Regions from separate parts of the Mus musculus genome. Here region 2 is linked to region 1. A link is a contact called in public ChIA-PET data. All regions are on one chromosome and are shown on one strand. Each heading gives the region's core, a stretch centred on a gene start, on an enhancer-like site or on the middle of the called end of the contact. The rest is flanking DNA. Distances are from core to core; before and after follow the strand shown. Region 1 has its middle 15 kb from the start of Gm31639. Region 2 holds the start of Tmem123 (transmembrane protein 123).

Region 1 (2,870 bases), core at 179-2,678:
CATGTAGTCACACACACACAGTGACACACACAGTAACACACACAGTGACACACATGCAATGACACACACAGTGACACACAGTAACACATGCAGTGACACACAGTGACACACACGCAGTAATACAAGCAGTAACAGAAGTAGTAACACACACCAGGTAACACACAAAGTAACACAAAGTAACACACTCACTGTAATGCACACATGGTAAAGCACATGTGGTAATGCACACAAGGTAACATACATGCACACACAGTAACACACAAGCCTCTCAGTTGCTTTCTGCACTCCTTTCCAATGGAGCGCTCTAGCTCGGCCTGTGGAGCTTTTTCATAAGCACTATAAACATTGAAATCTCAAGTGTAGCTTTTCTTACTTCTATAATCACAGAAAATTCATTTCAGAAACAAGAGGGAAAAAGAGAATTTTTTTTCAATGTTCTCTCCTAGGAAAAATATTCGAGTTTGGTGAGAACTGTCCTGTATAATTAGTGGACAAAGTTAGTGATTTGATTAAGTATTGCAAATGAAAACAGCCCAACTCTTTCTTTAGAGAGGCAGAAGTGGAAGGATCTTCCCGGAAGAGCCCTGGGGTCTCACTAAGTATATTCTTCCTAGATAATTACTAGGATTTCAAAAAGGAAGACACAAAGTTGAAGGGACTTGTACATTTGGAAAGAGTTTATATTTTAGGGGGGAAAGGTTAAGAAACAATTCCAGCTCTAGCTTTAGAAACCCAACCATGTACCACACAGACCTCAGCAATTTTCTCTACAAGCCAGCTCACACCACATTGAGGTGTCAGCCTCCCCTCCCTCTTAACAAGACCAGCGGAAGCACTTCTCTCCTCTCCTCAAGCATTTTAATCTGGCTCAAGTGATGTTAGTATGATACTCCAGAACAATCTCCTGTTTTGCACTTATCCTTTGGAAAAGTCCTGTACAGAGCTGAAGATATTACTCAGCAGTTAAAGGCATGCATTTCTCCTGTAGAAGACCCAAGTTCAGTTACCAGGGTTCACTTTAGGCAGCTCATAGCTGTCTGGGACTTTAGCTACCTTGTGTGGCTATCTCAGACACCCATGCCCATATGTCCCTGCACCTCTCTCTCTCTCTCTCTCTCTCTCTCTCTGTGTGTGTGTGTGTGTGTGTGTGTGTGTGTGTGTGTGTGTGCACATGCACATTAAGTAAAATCTCTTAAAAACTTCTTGTGAGATATCTGTATCTGTCTAGCACCCATAGGTAACAACAAGAAGGGGAAAACCATCTCTTTGCTAGTCTGCACAAACACATCAAACTTTCTGGATAAGGGGGTTTGCCCTAGTTACTAAGTTTTGGATATCCCAGCATTGCAGACAAGTTTCCCAGCAGGTCATCTTTTGACTAATTTGATTATTATACCCACTTCCTGCTGTAAAGGTACTTCCTACCACAGCCCAGAAAACCTACTAGTTCCTGTGTATGTGACTCACCTGCCTCTTCCTTTTACTCATTCTCTTCTTAGCCTTGCTTGAATTTCTTCCTTATGTTTCTTCTTTATGGTATTTCCTTTCTTGTTTCGAAACACTCATTAAAATCCCTGTCAGACTCCCCGGTCAACCCTGCCTTGCTCTTCATGGACTCCCTGTCAAACCTCCCTCTATCAATTAGAATTAGATAGAATAAATTAGACATTAAATGTAAGCTGATCTTGATTCTGCTTCTAGTAGAGAGTTTGAGCCTGGAATATGGCTTAGAAGTTATCCAGGGTAGTTACTTCATTTTTCTAAAAGAAAACAGATGTAGAGAAGCTACCCCAGATGAAGAACTCCCATTTCCTGGCTCCAGTTGATTCCTTTCTACATTCTATCTCTTTAACAGCCCAGTTATTTTAATCTGGCTAAAATGGCTCAATCCAACCAGCTGTGAGCTAAGGTTAGAACTCCTGACTCTCATCTTCCAGTCAGTGTTGATACTGGGAAGTTATTTTATCACTGTAAGCTTTGCTTTCTCCAGTATGGTATAGTGAGAATGGTCACCTCATGATATGATTATGAGACTCCACCAAGATGATCTCTGTACCTGATATGTGATGTGGTCCTAATATTAATGGTGCTATGGATGGCAATGAATGTGGGCAAGAGCAAACTAACTTGGTACTCAATTGTCCTTGTTTCTCTCTATCAGTCTCTGGTTCTCCACTTGCATCCCTCAACTTCCTGCTCTTCCTTCTGATGCCTTCACAAAAGGCACTTTGCATTCTGACTTTGGCCTAAGGTATGAAGGTCCAAAACAATGGAACTGGTAATGTTAGAGTTAGCCTCAGAGAAGAAGAGTTGCTATGGCCTGCCTGTTTGAGATTACATTATGAAACTTGATCCTTCCTTTCAGAGAAAAAGAAGTTTTGTAGTTAGAGCTAAACTACAGAGGTTAAACTATAATTAAGTCCCAAGGTGTTAGGGGCCTTGAAGTGAAATTGGTTGGAGGAGGAAGAGCTAAGCCTGGACTTAAAGATCAGGGAAGATGTTTATTGATAGGGACTGAGACCTGAAGTCTCATGAAGTGGAGAAGGGGAAAGTTCATACTTAGACAGTAGTTATTTCAAAGAGTAGTATGACTGATAGCATAATGTCACCATGGACTTTTCTGTTTTGTTTTGTTGTGTTGTGTTGTGTTTTGTTTTGTTTAAGAAAGAGCTTCATTATGTAACCCAAGTTGGAAAAGGCAGTCCTGAAATAGAATTTGAACAATATATCAGTTATCCAGAAATAAAATGTTAGCGAGTACACCCAAGGCAGGGGAAAGAGCACACACACGCACACACACACACACACACACACACATTCAACAAGCAACATGTTGTATGCTAGAAAGAAATGATTCACTATTTAGAAGA
Region 2 (2,870 bases), core at 269-2,768, 520 kb after region 1:
TAGAGTTAAGGGACTGTGCCTCCATTCCTGACCGGTTTGGTTGAGACAGGGTCTTACTATGGATGAGCTCATCTTGGAACTCGCTATATAGCTCAGATTAGCCTTGAATTTTCAGCAATCCTCCTGCCTCTGTCTCCTAAGTACTGGAATTACAGTTTTTCGCTACTACACCAGCTAGGGAACTGTGTAAACATGTAAGGTTAGATTACATCAGTATTCTTGAAACATTTCTTCTTGGGAAGTCAAAGGTAATGCCAGCAACTGACCTGGTGTCTGTTGAAGGCCCCTGGTCTCAGGCCACTTTCATGAGGCACTTATTTCACTGTTGAGATCCCTGTTCTTCTAGCTCAGTCGCTTCTCCAATACCCCGCCTCTTTAAATCACCACACTGAGCACTGGGTTCCAAAAACTGGAGTCAGGGCAAGCATTCATTCTGAATACAGAATGATCCTTCCTAGTCCATGCCTGGAAGCACTTGGCTAGATTCTTCAGAAATAGAACCATCAAATCCTAAACACACAGCTGTTTTTTAAAGCCCGTGGTAGATGCTGGTATTTTCAGGTTGGCTGGTTGCAGTTTCATATGTCTTGTAAATGTAGAGAAAACGGGCCTAATTAATCCATGATCATCACACATCTATAACAAAGAAGCTTTGTGGAAGTCGAAAAGTATTTTTCATAACAAAGTTTTAGGCTTATCTTTGAAATGCCCTGGATCAGGTGTTAGAGAGCTGCAATACCCTGTGGAAGCTGTGTCCATCTTCCACGTTAGTTGAGTGATGTGTACTAGACACATAATTTTAGAATTCTGAGTGGAATCAAAATGCAGCATTGGCCCTAGGGCTTACGAGGGATTTTGCCAAAAAACTAGACTACAACAGGCTGTTTTTGAGTCGGGACAGCGAACTCTAGAAGACAGGGATCTAGGTTATAGGTGCTAAGTTTCCAACTGGTCTGCAAACTGCACCGCCCACTCTACATGTTTTTCCAGTTGTAGAAAAAAGGAGGCACAAGTGGAGTACCAAGATCATGACGGTTACTTTGAAACTTTTTTGAGTCTGACTTTCCTTCACTCCTCTGAGAGGCTGCAATCATCCAGTCTGTGACTCCCTCTCTTACTCCGCGCCGCAACCATGCCAATCCCACCCGAAAACTTCTAAATAAAGCCTGTCTTCAGGAAGTCCTGGTAGACGACTACCCCTTGAAAGTCAGAGATAGAGCCACAGCTGTCGTAGCACTTAGTCCGGACCACGCCACTCCCAAAACCACGACCTCATCCGCCTCCGAGAGCCCCGCCTCTTATCCGCTCCTCAGTACTGTTCAGAGAGCCACGCCCCTCCCGTCTGAGGCCTGTCCCCCTTGCCCCGCCTCTGTAAGCCACGCCCTCTCCCGGCTCTCCTCTTTTCTCAGAGCCACTCCCTCTCTTGGCCCTGCAGCTCTTCCCCGCCCTGCCTCCTGTGGGCCACGCCCCTCCTGACTTTGCCGACCACGCCCTGGCCCCGCCCCAGGCCGCCTGGCCTATCCCTATTTGGTCACTGGGGGGACTGGCGGCGGCGTCTGCAGGGGAGCGGTAAGGGCGGAAGGGGACGCGGAGCGGTCGCGTGCGCGGAGAGCAGCTCTGGGCGCCGGGCGGTTGCTGCGGGCGCTCAGGGGCCCTGGGAACAATGGCGCTGTGCGCGCGGGCCGCGCTGCTGCTGGGCGTGCTGCAGGTGCTGGCGCTGCTAGGGGCGGCGCAGGACCCGACCGACGCTCAGGGTAAGTTGGCAGGCGCAGAGGAAGCGCACTGCGGCGGCCTGCCTCTCCATGTTCGGCGTCCGCGTGGAAAGTTCCACGCGTCCACGGTAGACTCCCACCCCAACCTCATTTCCCTCTTCGCCCGCGGGCCACCTGCGGAGCGAGACTCCGTCTCTCCCCTGCTTGGGGACGGCAAGCCGGCGTGGTGTGCAGAACTTGCTGAGTTTCCCTGGGATGGCCCTTCAGCCGAAGACTCAAGTTGGTCCTCTTCACTGTAGTTCTGTGGCTGGTAGCAAGACCTGTAGATTGAAATTTGTTCGCTAACTGCCGCAAAAACAGGTCTGATTGTCTACCCACACAGCTTCCTGCTGAAGGTACTCCCAGAATTCAAGTTGGATTCCAGGGCCAGTTCGGCTGAGTGGGAACCTTGGGTGTACGCGCCTTGTTCCCCTGCGCAGATGAGGCTTGTGCTCGGACTGTAGTCACTACTGCTGCATACGCAGCAGCCTTGAGGTCCCTGTGGTCCAGAGCCTACGACGTCATCATTAAGGTCATAACAAGATGATGTTGACAGCCTTCTGTGTTGGGGATTTTGTTTCTCTTCGAAACCTTGACGTTTTGAACACTTTGAGAAGAACTCTGAGTTTGTGAAAATTCTATTGTCCCTTGTCATCTACTAGAGTCCAGTCGCTAGGGAAATAGTAAACTAGGATAAGAAACTTTAAATGACCAAAGTCTTTGTGATTTTCAGCTCAGTCATCTGTTGTGTTTTTCAGTCTCATCTATGAAGGGATAACCAGTGAGTTTACTTAAGCAGATGATTTAGGCCCAACACCTGCTTTGGCTGGAATAATCTGGGTGAATTAAACAACCCTATTTCTGTTGTGCTGAATTTCACTGTGTTTTGTAGAGTCAGGATCTCTTGTATCCATGAAGCCCTAACTGGCTTTGAACTCCCTATGTGGCTGAAGATAACCTTGAACTTCTGATATGCCTAACTCTACTTCGGGGATTACAGGGCTTCTTCACTTCGATTGGTTATGTTTTATGTTTGCTCTTTTGACTTGTACCAGTGACAAACTGGAATTGCAGGACTACTTCTGAGATCAGTTAAGGAAAGAATGTTGAGACTCTGTC

What was found. ChIA-PET counts read pairs in DNA pulled down with a chosen protein or histone mark.
Region 2: a contact with region 1 is called in an RNA polymerase II ChIA-PET map of effector CD8 T cells, with 7 read pairs. The contact joins the promoter of Tmem123 here to the enhancer-like site in region 1. A contact is called at or near these places in 4 of 39 promoter capture datasets (the C10 cell line, hippocampal neurons and pre-B cells) and 6 of 115 datasets of contacts at active chromatin or transcription factors (astrocytes, bone marrow-derived dendritic cells, effector CD8 T cells and 3 more).

Annotation. Positions count from the first base shown.
Region 1 is chr9:7,238,778-7,241,647 of GRCm38.p6, forward strand. No RefSeq gene overlaps it. Among named protein-coding and RNA genes, the nearest start is that of Gm31639, 15 kb to the right of the region's middle. Within about 2 kb of position 1,429, at least 22 of the 459 cell types and tissues checked have an H3K27ac peak or open chromatin away from gene starts, as enhancers often do. A contact at or near this core is called in effector CD8 T cells and memory CD8 T cells, where this site is marked.
Region 2 is chr9:7,762,559-7,765,428 of GRCm38.p6, forward strand. Tmem123 (transmembrane protein 123) reads left to right here and starts at 1,519. Exons shown (of 5, transcript NM_133739.2): 1 at 1,519-1,754. The coding sequence starts at 1,664.